7 separate regions of the Mus musculus genome follow, and all the other regions are linked to region 2. A link is a contact called in public Hi-C and promoter capture Hi-C data. All regions are on one chromosome and are shown on one strand. Each heading gives the region's core, a stretch centred on a gene start, on an enhancer-like site or on the middle of the called end of the contact. The rest is flanking DNA. Distances are from core to core; before and after follow the strand shown. Region 1 holds the start of Nfu1 (NFU1 iron-sulfur cluster scaffold). Region 2 holds the start of Eefsec (eukaryotic elongation factor, selenocysteine-tRNA-specific). Region 3 holds the start of Mxd1 (MAX dimerization protein 1). Region 4 holds the start of Gmcl1 (germ cell-less, spermatogenesis associated 1). Region 5 holds the start of Chst13 (carbohydrate sulfotransferase 13). Region 6 holds the start of 2610306M01Rik (RIKEN cDNA 2610306M01 gene). Region 7 holds the start of Anxa4 (annexin A4).

Region 1 (2,808 bases), core at 61-2,560, 1.4 Mb before region 2:
TGCTCCATCCGGTCGGCCCACTCGTTCCGGTCAACTCTGCTCACTCAGTCCCTGCTTGCTCCGACCCAAACGTTTACTTATTATTCTACATAAGTACAGTGTAGCTGACTTCAGATGCACCAGAAGAGGGCTTCAGATCTCATTACAGGTGGTTGTGAGCCACCACGTGGTTGCTGGGAATTGAACTCAGGACCTTGGGAAGAGCAGTCAGTGCGCTTACCCATGGAGCCATCTCGCCGTGGAGGACAAACTATTCCTAAGTGTAGGCCACGTGTCCAGCTGTAGAATGGTCAACAAAGAACCAGCTCACTGGCATCTTTGAAGGTCCCTGGTCACATAATGTTAAGCTAGGACTTTGGGTTTGTATATTTATTTAATTACACATTTTTGTTTACATTACATTGTTTTTGTTTTTTATTTTATGTATACATATATTTTACAATTTTTCTCTCTTTCCCTTTCTTCATCCCTCCCTCCCCGCTTTGCCCTGTAGGTCCCTTTTCATATATATTATGGCTTCCAGTGTTGTCGATAGCCCTGGGGCTAATTATATTTTATGTTAATTCCGTTTTCCTGTGTGTGGTTTTGAACAAGGAATGAGTCAGCGCTCAGGTGATTTCCTGTAAACCTGCTTCCCACCTTAATTTGTAAAATAAAGGAGAGCTGATGATTGGGCAGATAAAAGGGAAGGTGGAATGGAAGGTGGAGAAAGAAGAAGGAGAAAATGGATGAAGGAGAGGACGCGGAGGAGGAGGAGGAAGAAGAAAAGCGGAGCAGAAGCACATGGCCTGGAGAAACTGCAAGCTCTAAGGGGTCTCATAGATGTGGAAGATGGTCGTGTAGCGGTAGATCTGTCCAAACTAGGTGCACATATGTATTCATATTAACTGTGTTGTGTTTTCATTGCTGAGGCATATTTGGATTGGAGATTTACCGCAACATTCCAGCTTTGTATTTTCACGGGACTCTTGCATATGTGAACAAGTGTGTCTCTGCACTTATATGCATTTCTTGAACTCTTTTCCTTGTTTGTTTTGTCCTATTCTGATGTGTTAGGTTTTGTTATATCATATATCATATATTCCCTTAGAAGCCTGTTTGTTTTCTAATGAGCGACAGAAAGGGGGTGAATTCGGAGGGGAAGTGTGGGGAAATTGGAGGAAATAGAGGGAAGGGAAACTGTAATCTGGATATATTATGTGAGGGAAAAAAATCTACTTTCAGTAAAAGGAGGGCGGAAAGGCCACCTGCAGCACCGCCCTCAACTTGTAAGGAACCGGCGTCCCCGGACCGCCCTCTCTGCAGGGCCTGAGTCTGCGTAGGACTTGGAGACAAGAAGGAGGCGGGTCCGCGCAAGCGCACTGGCACTGAAGTGATGGCGGCGGCCGAGCGGGCATGGGGAGCAGCGGTCGGTGTAGTCCGGCTGTGCAGGCGGTAGGTGTTGGCTCCCTGGCTAGCAGATCCCTGTCGCTGCCTTCTCACAGGCAGGAGCTGGCGTCTGAGGGACCCTTGTCCTGGCTCCAGAGCCCGAGGCCAGCCACCTTCCACGGATGTCCCTTGTAAATCCCACGGGAATGTGGCTCCGAAGGGAAGAGCGGTCCCGGGGTTGTGTCGTGTCCTGTCGTTCCCTTTCCAGGGAGATCACGGCTCGGAGAGAAGTGAGTGACTCGAGGAAGTCCACCGCCCAGGCTTGTGCGAGTGCGTCCTGTTCCTCTTCTAGAGCCACTCCCTCAGATATCTGTCAGACCCGAGTGTGACAACTATAGAAAGGGGCCTGACAGAATGCTGATGCCAACTTGAAGTTTCAAATGCATTTCATCAGGCTAGCATAGAATCCCTCATCATCTGTCATCCCAATACTTGAAAGGTGAAGGCAGGAAGACCAGGAGTTCAAGGCCAGGTTAGACTATTTATGAGACACCCTCCACCACCCCACCACCCCCGTTTTAAAACTCCTAAATGTATCTCATAAAAATAGCAGATTAACAGAAGGATTTTGTGGGTTACCCCCTGCCCACCTGTTTTCGATGACTCCCCTTCAGTTACTTTACTCAAGATCGGTTAGACTTCAAAACTTCCTGCCAGAGTATACTTCTGGTTTATCCACGCTTGCTGCTTTTTCCCAGGGTTGAAGGAATATTAGGGTGTTTCCAAATCCTGGAGTATCCACTCCATTCACTTAAAGAATAGTTACTAGTTACCACGTAGTGATAACAGCTACCATTTACTGAACGCTCACTGTGTGGCCTGGTGTGGCCCTTATTGCTAGGTGTTCCTTAGGGAGAGTGATCTACAATGCTCTGCACGCCTTTTGTTTCAAATGAGTGCGTCTAATAAGGATGCAGCACATAGTCCTAGCATAAGAGAGCAAGCAGCCAGAGGGCACAGCACCAAAGCAGGTACACCATCCAGCAGATCAGGCCGGGGGAAACCCCAGGATCCAAGACACTTACTGGGGACTCTGGTTGCCAAGGGTCTTCTCCTGGGTATGACATTTAATTAGCTATTTCTGTCATCGGCATTTTTTTTTTTTTCGATTCTCGAGACAGGGTTTCTCTGTGTAGCCCTGACTGTCCTGGAACTCACTCTGTAGACCAGGCTGGCCTCGAACTCAGTAATCCGCCTGCCTCTGCCTCCCGAGTGCTGAGATTAAAGGCGTGTGCCACCACGCCCTGCTTGTCATGGGCATTTTTATAACATGGAATTTGAACAGTAGCTGAGTCTTGTATTTTGGGAAGGTGCCCGGGAGTGACTTAGTTCCCAGCTGTGTTCAGGGGCTGGTTTTGCTCCTGTTCTGGTCTCCGATGT
Region 2 (2,700 bases), core at 152-2,651:
CATGCTTCCAGGCTTACAGCACACTGCTGGAAAGAAACCCAGGGCAAGCGGAGAAGCAGGAAATGGGTCACTGGAGCTACAGCAGGTAGACTCAGCCACACCTCCTTTTGTGCTGGGTGCTTACAAACAGGTTATGGGGTTCTGTTCTTAGATTTAAGTGTAGTTAAATGGGTTTGCAAAAGGAATTTAAAAAGACATAGCAACAGTTTCCTGTAGACGAATGGGAGGGGTCACGCTGAGCAAGGAAGGGAGGTTACAAGACCTTTTATTTATAATGGCCTATTCCTAAGTGGCCTGTAATTAAAGACTAATTAAGTGGTACAGATCCTAGAAGCAGATTTTAGCAGTGCCCATCATGACTGAAAACACGCAGGCCCTTTGCCTTAGCTAGTTCACACATAACTTATCCTGTTACACTAGTGCACATCCCAAAACCTTCTGGGCTAGAGTTATTCACTGCATTATGAATAGCAGCCAACTCTGGGAAAGTCACGAGGGTCAGTCAAGAAAATGTTGGTATAAAAGTACAAAGGAACTTTATGTGTAGATATAGTCTCCAGACAGTGATGGTTTGTGTATAAAGGGGACTGGGGGATGAGATCCTGAGAGAGCCTAGAGCACTTGCCTCTTATCAAGGCACTAGGCTCTACCCACTACCCCAACCGACCACAAGTAGTACAACAGAAGGAAAAAAACAGGATCTTTCATTTCTGCACCTTGTCTGCGTTTCTGTGTATGTTTCCTGAAACCATCCATACACACAGGAAACTGAGAGCAGTGTTTGGGACAGAGAACCAGGAGACCAAAGGACAGGTACGTGGTGACTTTTTTTTTTTTTTTTTTTGAAACTTGTATACACCCTTTTTGCAGGGTTTGTTTCTTTGGATCATTTTTCTAGGAAAGCATCTCGGTGCACGGCAGTGAAGGTGAGAACTGTGTCCGCGTCTGCGGGCTGTGAGTTCGAGACCACAAGCCTTCCGGGCTGGTGGCCAGGCCTAGGCTGTCAGGCCGCCATCCATCCCGCGAGCTCGGACCCCGAGCCCGGCTCCCGCCCCGGCCCGCGCTCACCGCCAATGATGGTCCGGATGAGGGAGGCGTGCCCGGGGCAGTCGACCAGTGTGACCTGCAGCAGCGTGTCGCTAGAACCGGGTTCTGCCCCCGGCAGCGGCACGACAAAACAGGAGAAGCCCAGGTCGAGCGTTATGCCGCGCTCGCGGCTCTGCGGCTGCTTGTCGAAGGCAGCAGTGGAGGCCGTGGTGCTCAGCGCGCGCGCCAGCGCTGTTTTGCCACTGTCGATGTGACCCAGCACGCCCACATTCACATTTACCCGCCGGCCGGCCATCCCGCCGCTGCCTCTCACGCCGTCGCCTGAGCGCCAGCCCCGCGGTCCGCCTGCTAAGCCGCACCCCCCCGCAACCCGCGCTGAGCGCACCGGTTCCGGCACGGAAGCTTCCGCCCTCGGGCGCCCACAGCCCTATGGCAGAGCGCACACAGGGCGGGACAAGAGCCGGCCTGCTACCTGGGTTTGCTGTCATCCGGCTCCCCACGCCACAAAGTCTCGCCAGTCTGAGATTAGGGATTCCTCCTTCCATCCATTCATCCATCCATGCATCCATCCATCCATCTCACCATCTATCCATCCATTCTTCCTTCCCTCCCTCCTTTCATCATTCCACTCACCCAGTCCATCCACACATCCCTTCCTCTATCCCTCCATACACACTCATCCATCCGTCCATTCATTTCTGTCAGCCTTTATTTTTTTGTTTGTTTGTTTGTTTGTTTTTTGTTTTTTTCAAGACAGGGTTTCTCTGTATAGTCTTGGCTGTCCTGGAACTCACTTTGTAGACCAGGCTGGCCTTGAACTCAGAAATCCGCCTGTCTCTGCCTCCCAAGTGCGCCACCACCGCCCGGCTGTCAGCCTTTATTAAGTGCAGACTGTATACACTTTACTGGGATGTGGTGATCGACATTATTTGCTGTGAAAACAGGAGTAAGTAAAACCCAAGACCAGTTGCCAAGCCAGACTATCTGGAAAGGACAGAGATGGGAAGGCGGGGAGCCTAGTGAGGAAGATACCCTCAAGGACTGTCACTAGACGTCCAGTGCAGACTGAGAATTGACCATCAGAAACCTGGAAGCACTGTGAAAAGAGGAAGAGGTCCTCGTTGATTCAGGGGAGGGGAGGTGGGGGTGGGGACGGGACAAAAACCTCACTTTGAAGTCTAGGCTGCCATGAGGAGCTGCAACTTAACTGTTGTGTATGAACTTGAATGTGTCGTGAGTGCTATACCAACCAGCCTCTGTAACCCCCTTCAGGCATTGAAAGGTGCCTAGAACCATGAAAGAGGTCACAAGCCTAAGTGGTTGCTCTGGCAAAGGATAAAAGCCTAGGAAAAGAAGGGACTTGGGGCCTCACAGGGGAGGAATGGCACTGGAGAGCTGAATGGCACTGCTCTCATGTAAAGGGGGTGGGGCTTGCTGGCCCAACATTCCCAGCCTTCCTTTTTCTAGGGCAGGAGGGGTTGCGGTTTGCAAGTGAATTGGTTTACACGGGCTTGTGTGCTAAATGCTTGGGCCCCAGCTGGTGGTCTGTCTTATGAGATGAAGCTTAGCAGAAGGCAGTAGTCGCTTCCTGTCCACCATGAAATGAGTAGTTCAGTCAGGCTGCTCCGTTCTGCTGTCACCAGGACAATATAC
Region 3 (2,700 bases), core at 86-2,585, 1.8 Mb before region 2:
CAGCTACAACTAGTATTTTAAGAGCAAGGAGGGGGACATAGGGACAGTAACAAAGATGAAATGTTATTGTGGATCAGGGACTGTGAGTTCCCAGCCATTAACTAAACACTGGTGAAATTCACAGCTTTTGAGGGCTATGAGGTAATCTCTGAGGCTAACAGGAAAAGGCTGCAACTTGCTGACATCTTAGTGTAGCATGCATCTTCTCACAGAAGTGGGTTCTACCCTCAATCACTCTGCTCAGCCACCAGGAAGAGAGGTCACAATTGGGTTACCAGGCAAACTACTGCATTTAATGTACACATTAAATATAAATTTCTACCACCTGTGTCAGGCCAGATACTTCATTTATAAAATCTCTATTAACAAGCAAAATCAACTGATACCATGCCACATTTTGAATTAAAGGAAACTCTTGCTTGTAAAGCAGGCAAACACAGTAACCCTGCTGCCAGACCTGCCTGGAGCAGCCACAGAGCTTTGCTTTGTTCAGACGGTAAAAAGCAGAATTAATCTTGCTTTAAAAAGTCACACTGAAATGTTAGACATTCCTATTTTTCTCCTCTGTTTCCTCAACTTAAAAAGAAGGACTGCTTGGCACCATGAACACATTACTGAACCCTCAATGTATCTGTAGGGCTAGAATCCTGTAAGTCAACTAACAATCAGCCTTGGTCATTTTAGCTACAGAGAAGGGGAACATTGAACAGTTACCTGCTACTGGTGCTGTTCTTCTTGGGCTTGTTCCTCCGTTTGAAGGCATCTCTGTCCTTGCTGTATGGCAGCATGGAGGCATACCCATGTTCAGCTTCTAAAAAACCGAGGGGTCCCGTTAATAAGTGGGCCCAGAGCAACTGACACCCTGTCCCCGCGTCCGTCTGTCTGTCGGAGTCCGGGACACCGGGCGGGAGCAGGCAGGCGGAATTCTGAGAACAATGCCTGCTCTTTCCTGGCGTGGACGCCCTCGGTTCGGAGCAGGTGTGGAAGGTTCCAGCTGCTCGCCGCCCCCCGCGCTCGGCTTTGGGGCGCGGGCTCGGGGGTTGGCGCTCGCGGCCGGCCCGCGCCCCAACCACCCCAGCGGCCGCCCGCCCGGCCCGCAGCCCGCCGTGCACCTCTCTCCCGCCGCTCCAGGTAGTCGGCCGCCTCCAGCAGCAGCTGGATGTTCATCCCGACGGCTGTCGCCATCCTGCACCCGGCGGGCCGCCTCTCCGTGCCCGCGGGCCACCGGCCGGGAACACCGAGGAGCCGCCGCGCTGGCCAGCCAGGAGGGGCAGCGATGGGACAGCACGGAGACAGGAGCCCAGCCGCCACCGCCGAGTGTTTATCCCGACTCGCCGCCGCCCGCCCCCGGCCCCGTCCCTTGACAGGCCCGCGGCGGCGGCGTGCCTCATTGGGCCGCCCGCGGCCCGGCCCGCCCCCGGCCCTCCGCGATTGGGGAAGTGCCCGCGGCCCCGCCCCAGAAGCCCGCTTCCCCCGCCGGTTGGCCGGGCTTGACAAGGCCCGGGCTCCGCCCCCCACGCCCCATTGGCTGCAGGACTCGCAACTCCGCCTCGTGCTTCAGCCTGCCTCCCATTGGCTCTACGCCGATAGCCGGGCCCCCTTGGGCTCTCCGGGTATTGGGCAAGTACAGTATAGGGAATGCCGCTGCGCCCGCGCCTCATTGGCCTAATCCTCGGAAACCTCCCGGCTACGATGACGTCACCTCTCTGCCCAAGCAGCGGCCCACTCCCGTGCTGCTGATTGGCTACAAGGCAGGAGGGCAGGGCGGGTCCCCGCCCACTGGCCGCCGACCTGTTGCCCACTGTCTCCGGGGAGAACTTCAGGCCTAGCTGGGGACCTCAGCAGATGGTGGCACCTAGCTCCCACCCCAGGGGTTGGGGGAAAACAGCCGGCTCCCGTATACCACACTCGCACCGAGTGACCTGGTGCATAGAGTAAGGCTGAACCCGAGGCCATCCCTTCCATCCCAGAGGAAAACACTTCAGAGCAGGCCTCTCCCCAAGGCCACCAGCACCCACAGGAAAGCTCACTTTGTAAACACAGGTCCTTGAGCATCGCGACTTTTGAAATGAGAGCTTATTCGAGACTTACAGTGTAATGTCAACATATTCAATTTAAATGGCAGGAATAAAGCTAATGGGTAAGAAGTCTGAAAACTGAAATGAGCAGGGGAGTTTAAAATGAAACGTATGAGTGTTGTCAGTATACAGTTTTAGCTTTCTCTGTATGCATATGTCAGGTAATCCACCTAGAGGGTTCCCATCCCTCAGGACAACCTGTGAGGGTTGTCATCCTTAGTTACATTTGCACATGAAGAAAGAGGCTCAGAGACAAATAACGTTCCTGTTTCCCCTTGGCTTGGAGAAAGACCTGAACCCCTGTAATCTCATCCACAACTGCCCAGGCAATCCTCTGACTTATAGTTATACAAAAACAAGACGAAACAAAACAAAACGATCCCAACAACAATAACAACAACAAAATGGCAGGTATCCAGAACTGCAGACAGCCACAGAACTAAATTCAAACCGCCATTACACACAACAGATTTGGGTGCGATGGAGAGGCCATGTTCCTGGTATGTTCAAGGATCCAATCAAGGGCTCTATGCTGACACACACACTGAAGGCAGTTTTTCATGAGGACATGGAACTTGGAAATGAGAATGTGGAAAAGAACCACTTGGAATATTTTAAAATT
Region 4 (2,830 bases), core at 294-2,793, 1.7 Mb before region 2:
CACCCCCTAATGAAAAGTTATATTAACCTAGTTTTTAACCTAAGATATTTACATATCTTACCGCTACCACTGAGCTCCAACTCTACCACCTACACTTTTTTTTTTTTTTTTTTTTTTTTTTTTTTTTTTGGTTTTCCTAGACAGGGTTTCTCTGTGTAGCCCTGACTGTCCTGGAACTCACTCTGTAGACCAGACTGGCCTCAAACTCTGAAATCCGCCTGCCTCTGCCTCCGGAGTGCTGGGATTAAAGGCATGCGCCACCACGCCCGGCTCACCTACACTTTTTTTGTCAACAAAAATGCAATGTCCATAAGCAGATCCTTTTTAAAAATTTCATTAAAAAATTACATCTGTGTGAGTCTAACAGTGACCTTAAAAAGAGAAAAAAAAAATCCTTACTGCACAGTATATTCTGGTATACGCCACATCTATTTCACAAGCAATGATTTTTTTTTTTCAACTCTTCCCTCAAAAAAATCTTATGCAACCTACACAGAGTGCAGCCCACCTCAACAAGCAGACTTTGTTCTTAACTGGGCGAATCTCCATCACTGGTCCCTCTAGTGACAACACAGAGAGATGTCCATCTCAGGGACTACTATGCTCCTCTCTTTACTGATTTATGGCTAGTGATGCACAGTAAAATTTCCCGTGGCTATCCTATTCAAAAAGCAAACGCCTGCTACGGAAGGGACGCGGAAGCTCTGGCTAGTCCTTTTAGGCTCAGGTTGAGGCTCTGACACTCAGGAAGCTTCTGTTTAATGTGCAGAACCCTAAGCTTTCTAGCTCCCGCACTGATCCCAGGTCCACCCAACACGCGCGAGCTCCCGTATTAACCCAGGTCTATCTGCAAACTCCCAGACCCTACACTGACCCAGGTCTGTCTGCTAATGCCCAGCTCCCGCACTGACCCCAGGTCTGCCCGGCACGCGCCCGCTCCCGCACTGACCTAGGTCTGTCTGCAAACGCCCAGCTCCCATCTGCTCCGCGGGCACTCACCTCCCGCACCGACCCTCCCGCGCTCTCCTGTCAAGGACACCGGGGTCAGGCCCCCCAAGGTGCGGGGCGTTCCGTACCTGCGCGGCGTGTTCAGCAGCCTCTGCTGCTCGTCGCCCTCGTCCTCGTCGTCGTCTGTCTCGGAGTCGGGGTGACAGTAGCAGAATGTGCCGCTGCTGCGCTTGCGCTTGCGGCCGCCCGGACAGTAACAGAAGCTGTGGCCCGCATCTTCGCCGGCGTCCGACCTGCGGGCCGCGCCCCCAGCCCCGGGCGTGGGTTCGGGCTGCTCTGTGCGCCCTGCGGGCCGCAGCACCCGGCTGCTGAGAGCGCCCATGGCTCCGGCGCCTAGGGAGCACCGAGGGGCCGCCCCGCCATGCCCGTATCTCCACCGCCTACTCCGCTGCCGCCTCGCGCGCAGCCCCAACCGTCGCCGCGAACGCAGTCACCTCCATCCTCAGCCCCGCCCGTAGCGCCTCAGCGGACCGGCTTCGCTAGACCTCGCCCCCTCCTTCTCCCAACAAAGCGCGCGCCGCAGGGCGCAGGCGCAAGGCGAGCCTCCGGAAAAGGCGGGGCGGGAGGACGGAGCCTGCGCTGCAGGTTGCGCATGCGCAGGCTGCTGGCCCGTCCCTGCGGCGCTCAGCCCCGGTGCGTGTCTGACTTCCGCGGTTCCGGCTTCAACGGAGGGGCGTGGGCACTGTGTGCTTATGCCTAACAGATCTCGGGATCTCTGTCGCTGGTTCTTCCCGTAAGCTTCCTCGATTCCGGGGTCTCATCCAGCCCTGTACGGTTAATAAGAGGACGGACTTGCCAACATGGCCTTTGCTTCCAGGGCTCTAGGACCCGACTGGCCCGGTTAGATAGATGACCGTCACCCAGCTGTGTTGACCGGGTTCAGTCTGGAGCCTCAGCTAGCCTCCAGGTCTTGCCTTCCTTCTGCTGCCTTGTTTTGATTTAATTATTATTTTATTGTGTCAGTGTCTCGTACTACATACTTCGACTCACTGTATAGGATGCTCTTGAACTCTTGATCTCCTGTTTCTACCCCCTGAAAGCTGGGATTACAGCCATGTATGTGTCACATCACCTTCGTGGACCTGAAATGCTGAGTATCAGATGCAGGGCTTCTTGAATGCTAAGCAAACATTCTACCAACTAAGCTACATCCCTGGCCCTCGATTTTTTTTTTTTTTTAAATTTTCTTCAAGGAAAAGTGTCACTCTGAAGCCCAAGGCTTCCCTGGAACTCTCAGAAGTCCGCCTATCTCAGCCTCTAAGTGCTAGGAGTTGAGGCACTGAGCTACCATACCTGCCTTTTATACCTTTCAAAGTAAAATGTTTATAATAGAATGTTTCAAACAGAGCAATACAAGTACCTGTGGACCTACTACTGGCTTGGAATTCTATCACACTTACTTTGATTCACTCCCCTTTAGCTTTATTGATATATAGTGGGGAATGAGAAACCCCTTGTGTACTAATTCTCAGTTTCCAGCCTCTCCCTCTCTGTGCCATTTCTATGCATGTCTTTACACGTATAACCACTCTTCTGCTGCACATTCAGACATGTAATTTAAATGGAATTGGACCATCCCAAACCTATGATTTCTCCTCTCCTAAAACTATACTTTGAATGGAATCTCTAGTTATTGTCACTGCTCATTGTTAGACACATCATTTGCCTACTCCCTTGCCAAGGGGTTTCAGTTATTTCTACGTAGATGCTCTTTCAGGAACACCACTCGCAAAAGCTTCATCAGGCAGATCCCAGAAACGGGCTCTTGGGAAATTTTCAACTTTACGAGTTCTTGCCAGTTTTTCGCCCCCCCCCCCCCGGA
Region 5 (2,700 bases), core at 30-2,529, 1.9 Mb after region 2:
TACAATGAATGACAGGGTGGACAGAGACTGTGGCATCAGCAGACACTGCGACCACACCCAGACCGTGCCAAGGGACATGTTAGACATGAGAAAGCACCTATACAGAAGTAGCCATTCACCTACAGGTCTTCAGTAAGGAGAAGGCTCCCTTCCGGGGGGGGGGGCTTGCAGGGGTGCCCTGGCACAGCCACTTACATCTGGTCATGCAGAGCTTGTTAATTGGCAGAGTGAGTAGACACAGGCATGGTGACTACTCCTGAGGCCTTCCCAGTTCTGTTCACCTGGCATCCTTCCCAGGGGTCCCTAAGGACGAAGCCAGTGTGATGCACGGGCTGGGGGCCAAGCACTGTCTACTGTAACATTCAAACTCACCCTCCTAAAATCCCTGTAAGCATGGAGTCAGAACCTATTCCATAGATGAGACTGTTAAGGCCCTGGGAGGGGACAGATAATAGGTTAAGCTTGCTGAGTGACCTCTGATCTACAAGCCTGCTGGTCATTGAGGTCCTCCATGGATCAGTACCATTCTGAAAACAGTTTTCCCTTGTCCTGAGTCACTCTCAGCTAATGACCCTGTCCACCCTTGAGTAAAAACCTGTCTGGAAGTGAGCAGACCCCATACACACAGACTAAGGATGGACAAACCGTCAGAAAAGTAGCCCACTGCCCAGGTACCTCTAAGCCACTCCACACCTGACCTCTGCCCTCAGCTTGGTCTGTAAAGTGAGTTATCTGCCAGAGGATCAGAGGAGACCTAGGTTCATTCAGAGTGAAACTGACCACATGCCTGGTGGAAACTGGTACTAGCAGGTCGTGATCCCTGAAACGCCAGGCCAGCATAGACCTGTGCAGTTCTTCTGTGGATGTATAGACTCAGCAGGATCTCAGATTAAGACAGGCATCCAGGCCAGAGAGCAAACTGACTTCTCAAGGCTCAGAGAGTAGGGCAAATGTAACAAACGCATCTCTAGATTGACCAAAAGTTCCCACCAGCAGCTCTACAGGGAGTCAGACAGTGGTCATCTCGCCAGCGACAAGAAAAGAAGTTCCATGCGGGAATGGAAGGAACCTGTCTTCCACTGGCGATGCCCCAGCCCCAAACAACAGGCAGGTGCCAGGTGGCTCTCTAGCTGAGGAAACAACGCAGAGCCCCGGGCCCGCGCACTCACCGGGACGCAGGGCGCACAGGAGCAGGAGTGCAGCACCCAGACTTGCCACCACCGGCAAGGGCCGCCTGCAACAGGAGCGTCTTCCCATGCTGTGCCTGGCACGCGTGGCAGGCGACAGTCATCCGGTGCGTTCTCCTTCCTACTGTGCGGCGGAGGTCCAGGACACGCCCAGTTCTGCCCTTAGTTTAGGGCCCGCCCAGAAGCAGCGTCCAGTGCTCCAGGCTAGAGATAGACGCGCCTGACTGACTTAATGGGTAAAGCTGTAACCCTAGGCCAATGAAAGCAGTATCTATCCCTGATACTAGTCATTAAACCAGGATTCCCTACTTTACACTGATGGGAATTGGTAGTGGAGAAACTCTCAGATATGGGTGTCCCGGGCCCAAGTGCTCTACTGGCGGAGCTAGAAGCTGCAGCTGAGGTCCTGGGAGCCAAAGCTTTGGTCAGAAACGGACTCCAGAAGCTCAGGTTGGACACTCATTGCCCTAGGCTTTAACCCCTAGTACAGGGCAGCTACTGGAAGCCTAGGAATGACAGCTCTGGTCCCCAAGCTTTCGGACTCTTGACCCTCAGTACTGGCAAATGTCACAGCTTGTAAGTCCAAGGGTCCTGGGACCCCCTGCCATTAAGGCTCAGTAGCTTCTCCTCCCAGCCTGCCTTCTCCAGTCTTAACCCTTGGCAATTTCTTGTCTCTTCTTTACTTCCCCTGGCCTTGCCTATGGAACTTCTGCTCTCACAGCAGCCCCTCAGTTCCCTCTCTGGGGAAGACCACTTTGAAGAAACTCTCCACGTGGACCACACAAGTGATCACAAGCTGATTCTGAATGGAAGTGTGTGCACCAGTCAGGACACGGCCCTTCCTGAAAACTAAGGACTGGATTTGCATCAGTCATAGCGCAGGGAGCCAGGAAAAAGACTCCCCCTCATCGTGAGTAAAAATGCCCCAGAGTCATGTTAATTCCCCCAAGGCTGATGATGGGCAGAAAGTCCTGCATCCTGCACAAACTGTTTGAAACAGCAGTGACTGAGACCAGGAGTCCGGAGCTTCGAGATCCAGCAGCTGAAATCAGAAACTCAGCTTCCCAAGGTGCTCAAGGAGAGTTCAAAGCAGCCAGAAACCATGAGGACAGTAGTAAGGTTAGATAAAGCTGAAAGCCTCACTGCCGAGGAAGGCTCTAAGTGTCAGGATCACAAATCTTCCAGGACCCAGCAACTTAGCTTATGTAAAGGAAAAAAAAATAGCATGTGGTTTAAACCCAGCTCTTGGGAGGCAGAGGCAGGCCAATCTCTGTGAGTTCGAGGACAGCCTAATCTACAAATCCAGGACTATTAAACAGAAAAACCCTGTCTCAAAAAAAAATCAATCAATCAACCACCCAATAAAAAGTAAAAGATAATATTGAAGGGGTACTTTGTAATAGAGGCCTTTTTATAGCTGTCTTCACAGTGCCCAGTGTCCTAGGAGCCCACAGTGACTTTTCAGGTAGGAAGGGAGGTGGTCTGCACCACAGTGCAGGACAGCAGCCAGAGG
Region 6 (2,913 bases), core at 314-2,813, 1.6 Mb before region 2:
GGAGAACACACCCTGGGCTGAGTTAGGAAGATGTTCCGCAGGTGCTGAGTCTCACCCTTAAGGTGGCTGTAGGATTGTGTGAACTGAGGTGGCAATACTGGCTCTCTCCGGAAGTTAAGATGCTATCTCTCTCCGGAGAGTTATATGACTATGGTACCACATGAAATAAGAAACCGCAATAGCCACCGCCAGCACAGCCGGACTCAATATTCAGATTAACCAAGAGCCATCTTTTTTTGTTCTATTTTTCAAGACAGGGTTTCTCTGCATAGCCCTGGCTGCCCTGGAACTCATTCTGTAACCCAGGTTGTCCTCGAAATCAGAAATCTGCCTGCTTCTGCCTCCCAAGTGCTGGGATTAAAGACGTGAGCCACCACTGCCCAGCAAGACCCATCTTTTTTTATTTCCTGGGGGCCCCCTTCTAGATCTTCCTCAAGTGCCTGAAGTAGAAATTCTGGGATGAACTGCAAGAGGGTAGTTGCATCTTTAAGAAGTGTGGGGAGCTGGTGGAAAAATAACCTATACTCAAAAAAGAGAAAAAACCATGTATTTCTTGGGGGAGAGGGCAGGGGAGGCAGGGATTTGGCACGACAACAACATCTTCTGTGAAGCAATCTAGGAGGAGAGATCTCAATTCCTTTCCAAATCCTTAGCATTTGACAGGTGCCAATCACACAGCCCTGTACTCTATCCGCACCCAAGCGATCCTTAGTAAACACAGCATCTTCTTGCGAAAGATTCTGAAGAGAAAGCAGTAGGTGTGTCTAAAGTTCCCTTTAAAGGCGTGAATATATCTGGTAAGGACCAGGCAAATCTGGGTCGGCAGAGGGCCATGGTTTGGGGTGGAGCCCAAGGATGGATGTAGCCTGGTCCCTAGATGCTCCGTGTACTGGATCTCCCGCAGTTCCTTCTTCGACCCTCAGGCTTCTCAGTTCTCATCGTGGTCGGGGACCGGAAGACACCTGCTTTGTTTCCTTCAGCACCGAGATTCCGCTCGGCTCCCTGCTGGCATCATACCCACTTCTCCCCAGCCCCCAAGCCTTCAGTACCTCCGCTCCCATGACGTCGGGGAACTCCCAAACCCAACTGGGGCGAGGCAGCTAAACCGCGTCCTTCAGGTGTCAGTCCGGACTCCTGTGAAACCACAATTCCCAGAGTGCCTCTGTCCATGAGGCCAAGCCATAGATAAAATGGCTACAGAGAGTGGGACGTGCAGCTGGAAAACTAGTCTCTGGTGACTTTAGCAGATGTACTTAAATACCCGAAGCCTCACTTCTGCACCACTCCACTATCATCTCCAGTCCCTGGAGACGGCGTCCGAAGGTGCGCTCGCTCCCGGGGCATCTTGGGAATTGTAGTCCAGATGCCAGATTACCCCGAACTACTCTTCCCAGGGTGCTCAGCGGCAGGACTACGGCAACGCTCTCTTCCAAGTGTCTCTGTCCCGAGTTCCACTGCTCTGGTTCCCTTCTTGCCATCGGTTTCTTTCGCTCTGTAGCTATAGCTGGTGCACCTGAGACGGCCCCTGAGAAGGGGCTGTGCGGCCCTGAGAAGCACTTCCGGTGGCAGGTCACTTCCGGGTGGGTGGTCGGAGCCGACGGGCGCGCGCGCGGGGGAGGGGCGGCCTCAGCGCGGCGCTCGGGGATCAGCTGGCGGGCGGGCGGGCGCCGAAGCGGCCCCGGCTCTGCGGCAGCGCCGCCTCCTTCGTGTCGCAGGCCGGCGGCCGTGGCCATGTCGCGGGGCTGGTAGCTGGGCTCGCCGCCGAGCGGCCGCTAGTGGGTGTCCGGGGCCCGGGGCGGGGGTCCGGGCAGGGGTCCGGTGCGTTTCCAGGGCTTTCCCGAAGAAAATGCACGCAGCGTTTCCTCTGGATGACGGCCTGTGCTTTCCCTAGGACCCGGCAGTTAGGCTCTGGAGTGTGTTACTGATTCATCCTCTCTCTGCCTCTGTCATCGCAGGTTTAAACTTAAACGATCGCTCCCCGAGGAGGAGGGGACCCGCCGCGCGATTGACAGTCTATTCCTGCAGGCGCCGTCCCTCAGCCCCCACCCCACGGCCGGATTCCCGGGGCTCTGCTCAGGGCTGAAACCGGAGAAGAAATCCTTAGATCTCTTTTCTTTACAACAAATACGAACCTAGAAACCATCGGCATTTTGCCTTGGCATTTCATATTGGAAAGATGAAGAAGTTTTTCGACTCCAGGCGGGAGCAGGGGAGCTCTGGCCTGGGTTCAGGCTCCAGCGGAGGAGGGGGCAGCAGCTCAGGCCTGGGCAGTGGTTACATCGGAAGGGTCTTCGGCATCGGGAGGCAGCAGGTCACCGTGGACGAGGTGTTGGCGGAAGGTATGTTGGGAAGCCAGTGCGCGGTGAATTAATCTCGTGTGCTGATGTGGCAAGACTCTGGTTTCTAGTTGTATGAATGGGTTTTGACCAACTGACCCTCCCTTCCCCCTCTGCACTTTCCTTGCGAGTCATTGTCCTTGAGAGAATTAAAACTCAGACTGGGAATTGACAGGGCTTGGGGGGGCAGTATTGCCCAAATAGTTTACCTCAGTGGCCTTTCATTTGGGTGGGTGGGGGGAGCGCGTGGAGAAATCTCTTCCTTTGACCGAATTATTCGGATCCTATGTGTGAAGTATAAGTGAAATGCAGGGTGGTGGTCTTGCCATTTCCCTGAAACTTTAAATTCTGATGCGGAGGCTGAAGGGTGGGGATGGGGAGAGATCTTAAAGGAGAGGGGGGCTTCTCCCACCTAACTTTCCTATTTCTTTAAGTAGGTAGCCAAAGAGGATTTCTCTGGGGACAGGAATGCATTTTTTGGTGTTTTGGTTAGGTTTGTTTCTTTACCCAACTGCAGTGAGGTCCCCAGGATGTGGCTAAGATAAAATCATAAGCGAATGAGATGGTTTTGAACTCA
Region 7 (2,737 bases), core at 42-2,541, 1.7 Mb before region 2:
CCAGATCTCGAATAGTCCAGACTACCCTCCAATATTACCCTGAACTACCGATTGTCCTGAAGTATGAGATTCTATTCCTTTTAAATCTAAAACGGGAAGCTTCCAAAAGGGTGTTGCTTGGGTTGGGACTGTCATTTTCTCCAAACTGTCCTCAAAGGCAAACGTACACCTGATTTATTTGGAGCCAAGGATAAAACCCAAGGCTTCTGGTGTGCTGGGGGCACGCTATCAACTGAATATATGCCTGGTCCTCTCTTCTTGTTCTTCTCTCCTCCGTTCTCTAGGGACTCACGGCCATAAATGGAGTTGCTTCCCACCTAAGGAAACAGTGAGTCTGGGAATGATGGGCAGAGGGATAGGTAACAACCGGCCATCCTATCCATCCTTCCACCATCCACTAAAGTGCCCAGTTTTAATGAAAGGCGCAGTTGCTTAAGGCCCAGAGTGCTCCTCCAGTAAATGGAGGCTTTCATACCCTTGAGGTGCACATTGAGCCAGCAAAGTGTTAAACCGCCAATTGTCTTAGGCGCCAAAGTCTCCAACTGGTCAAAGCACCGAGGACTAAGTTAAAATGTAGACACAGGCAGACACAGAATAAAAACTAAGAATAAGATGATTCCTGGGCGCCAGGCACTGTGTGGAGACCGTTCGCTACAAGAGAGGCGAGGAGCGCCCTAAGAAGACGAGAAAGCAAACTTACTTGCAAAAAGAAAAGGCAACACAAGTAGTGCTGGAGTGAGCTTCAGAGAATGTTAACTCAGTGGCTTATCCTCAGTGCGGAGTCCCGGGGGGGCTTTGACTCAGCAAAGGACTGCAGGAGTGCTGTGCACCGTGCGGCACTGCCTGCTCCTCCCCACGTTTCCCAGGTGGCTGCTCCGGTCCGGGACCTCACGCTTCCAGGGCGCGGAGCCAAGTGGCCCAAAGAACCCGCCTCTGGTCACAGCACCCGGTCCCTGAGCCCAAGATCCCCAGCCACAGTCTAGGACAACCGGCAGGAGCCCAAGATTCCCAGGTCCAAGCCTAGGACAGCGGGCGAGCCCAGGATCCCGAGGTTAAGTTCAGGTTTCCAGGCCCCAGCTGCGACCCAGCCTAGGATTCCCCAAATGAAGTCTAGATCTCCAGGTCCGAGCCTAGGACACCTGCCCGGAGCCTAGGACCCACACCCAGACCCCAGAGCCCGCGGCGGAGGTCCGGACCACTGCCCTAAGCCCCTTACCTCTGGTGCGGAGAAAGGCTCTAGACTACGGCGAATGCCACACCCTCGTCCCGGCCGATAGGACCCGCCCAGTCTCGGGGTGGAGACTGAGCCCAAGTTCCTGGTTGTCCCTTTGCCCACAGGAAAGTCCCTCCCCGGAGAAGCGCAGCTAGAGCACGAGAATCGCCCCCAGCACCAGGAGGGGCCTGAGGCAGATCACGCACTCGGCCTTTAACCCCACTGAGGACAGCGAGCCCACTCAGGACCCTGACCCTGCACAACCAGACTCCCAGGGTCTCAGCCTCGCGTCCTGCTGGGGTCGCACAACGTACTTGGGGCCTCGGCGCTCCAGTCTAGAGTGTAACTTGAAAAATCAGAACGTGACATCTGAGGACACAGTCCATGTCCTCCTTTCACATTATAACATACGTTCCAGAAAATTCTCAGCAGTTGCACGCCTCCCTTAAAGAAGACAGATGCAATCCTCAAAGTCAGGGGAAGGGTTCTCGGAGACAGGTACAGGTCACCGTTGGGACCGGGGTTAGAAGCAACTCTGGGTTTCCCACTAAACTTCCAACTGAAGCATTTCTTGGTTGCTAGCCAGCCTGGTTCTGGCTCCTTGCTGGACACGGAGGCACATGCCTCTTGCTACAAGGATAATGAATGCTTGAAGAACAGAGGCAGGTGCAGGCAACAGAGGCTCCACAGGCAACCTCCAATTTCATTTAACAAAGAATGGGTCGCTTTGGGCAGTGTTTGCTCTCTAGCCAACCAAAACCTAGGTGGTCATTATTTTAAATTGTATCAGCAACTGTAGCTAGAGGAGGTGGCTTATTGTGTGGTCAGGAGGAGGAAGGCTGAGGGGGTCAGGAGGAGGAAGGCTGATCTAGACTTGGGCCTGTTTTTTCATGTTCCAAAGTCTATATGTTTCTAAGCTTCCACAAGGGAAGACAAAATTAATCATGGTAATAGGAAGGACAAAATGAAGATTCAAGACTATTGTATCCTTTTAAAAGTAATTACATGCAGGGGAGGTGGGGTGGGGGGTGGATAAAGGTTAGTGTCTAGGAACTGTAGTTAGCCCACAGCTAAGCTGATCTTTATAGCAAGTGCAACCAGGCCACAGGCCTCTGATGTCACTTCTCCCAAAGTCTGCCCTAGCCCAGGTAGGGAAGCCACAGACAGAGGCTTTTACTATTACATATAAATACGTGTGCATTTTACTTATTTTATGTGTACAGATTTTTGTCTGTCTGTATGTCTACACACCAGCATAGGATCCCTTGGCTGCTGGGAATTGAAGACCTGTCTTCGGGGAAGACTCAGTGCTAGTCCCCACCTGAGTCTTTTATGGGAAACAAAGGCCAGGACTCCATCTGACCCAGGCTCATCTGGGATCTGAGGTCTGGGATCAGGGAAGGGCTGACCTCCAGTAGGAGTCTTGACTCTTTCTGAGCTCTGACAGGTGACATGCGACTTCTTCCAACAGATGGCAGGCTCTCCTGGGAATGCCCAGGAGTGCACTAACAGGGCATCTGCATC

What was found. Promoter capture Hi-C pulls out the DNA fragments that hold promoters and counts their contacts. A called contact is a pair of places that touch in the nucleus more often than the background predicts. Capture Hi-C pulls out chosen DNA fragments and counts their contacts.
Region 1: a Hi-C map of B cells shows a contact between it and region 2, with 7 read pairs. The contact joins the promoter of Nfu1 here to the promoter of Eefsec in region 2. A contact is called at or near these places in 3 of 39 promoter capture datasets (liver and pre-B cells) and 1 of 484 Hi-C or Micro-C datasets (B cells).
Region 3: a contact with region 2 is called in a promoter capture Hi-C map of liver, with 3 times the contacts expected there. The contact joins the promoter of Mxd1 here to the promoter of Eefsec in region 2. A contact is called at or near these places in 3 of 39 promoter capture datasets (liver and pre-B cells).
Region 4: a contact with region 2 is called in a promoter capture Hi-C map of pre-B cells, with 3 times the contacts expected there. The contact joins the promoter of Gmcl1 here to the promoter of Eefsec in region 2. A contact is called at or near these places in 3 of 39 promoter capture datasets (liver and pre-B cells) and 1 of 484 Hi-C or Micro-C datasets (pre-B cells).
Region 5: a contact with region 2 is called in a promoter capture Hi-C map of liver, with 2.4 times the contacts expected there. The contact joins the promoter of Chst13 here to the promoter of Eefsec in region 2. A contact is called at or near these places in 2 of 39 promoter capture datasets (both in liver).
Region 6: a contact with region 2 is called in a promoter capture Hi-C map of liver, with 5 times the contacts expected there. The contact joins the promoter of 2610306M01Rik here to the promoter of Eefsec in region 2. A contact is called at or near these places in 3 of 39 promoter capture datasets (liver and pre-B cells).
Region 7: a contact with region 2 is called in a promoter capture Hi-C map of liver, with 2.3 times the contacts expected there. The contact joins the promoter of Anxa4 here to the promoter of Eefsec in region 2. A contact is called at or near these places in 2 of 39 promoter capture datasets (liver and pre-B cells) and 1 of 9 other capture datasets (liver).

What each region holds. Positions count from the first base shown.
Region 1 is chr6:87,008,526-87,011,333 of GRCm38.p6, forward strand. It overlaps Nfu1 (NFU1 iron-sulfur cluster scaffold), which reads left to right and starts at 1,311. Exons shown (of 8, transcript NM_020045.3): 1 at 1,311-1,434. The coding sequence starts at 1,376.
Region 2 is chr6:88,445,138-88,447,837 of GRCm38.p6, forward strand. Eefsec (eukaryotic elongation factor, selenocysteine-tRNA-specific) reads right to left here and starts at 1,402. Exons shown (of 7, transcript NM_023060.3): 1 at 1,069-1,402. The coding sequence starts at 1,342.
Region 3 is chr6:86,667,824-86,670,523 of GRCm38.p6, forward strand. It overlaps Mxd1 (MAX dimerization protein 1), which reads right to left and starts at 1,336. Exons shown (of 6, transcript NM_010751.3): 1 at 1,113-1,336; 2 at 715-811. The coding sequence starts at 1,185.
Region 4 is chr6:86,731,835-86,734,664 of GRCm38.p6, forward strand. Gmcl1 (germ cell-less, spermatogenesis associated 1) reads right to left here and starts at 1,544. Exons shown (of 14, transcript NM_011818.3): 1 at 1,077-1,544. The coding sequence starts at 1,330.
Region 5 is chr6:90,323,906-90,326,605 of GRCm38.p6, forward strand. It overlaps Chst13 (carbohydrate sulfotransferase 13), which reads right to left and starts at 1,280. Exons shown (of 3, transcript NM_027928.1): 1 at 1,170-1,280. The coding sequence starts at 1,257.
Region 6 is chr6:86,847,877-86,850,789 of GRCm38.p6, forward strand. It overlaps 2610306M01Rik (RIKEN cDNA 2610306M01 gene), which reads right to left and starts at 1,564. Exons shown (of 1, transcript NR_028298.1): 1 at 531-1,564. Aak1 (AP2 associated kinase 1) reads left to right here and starts at 1,629. Exons shown (of 16, transcript NM_001378654.1): 1 at 1,629-2,339. The coding sequence starts at 2,177.
Region 7 is chr6:86,792,293-86,795,029 of GRCm38.p6, forward strand. It overlaps Anxa4 (annexin A4), which reads right to left and starts at 1,292. Exons shown (of 13, transcript NM_013471.2): 1 at 1,217-1,292.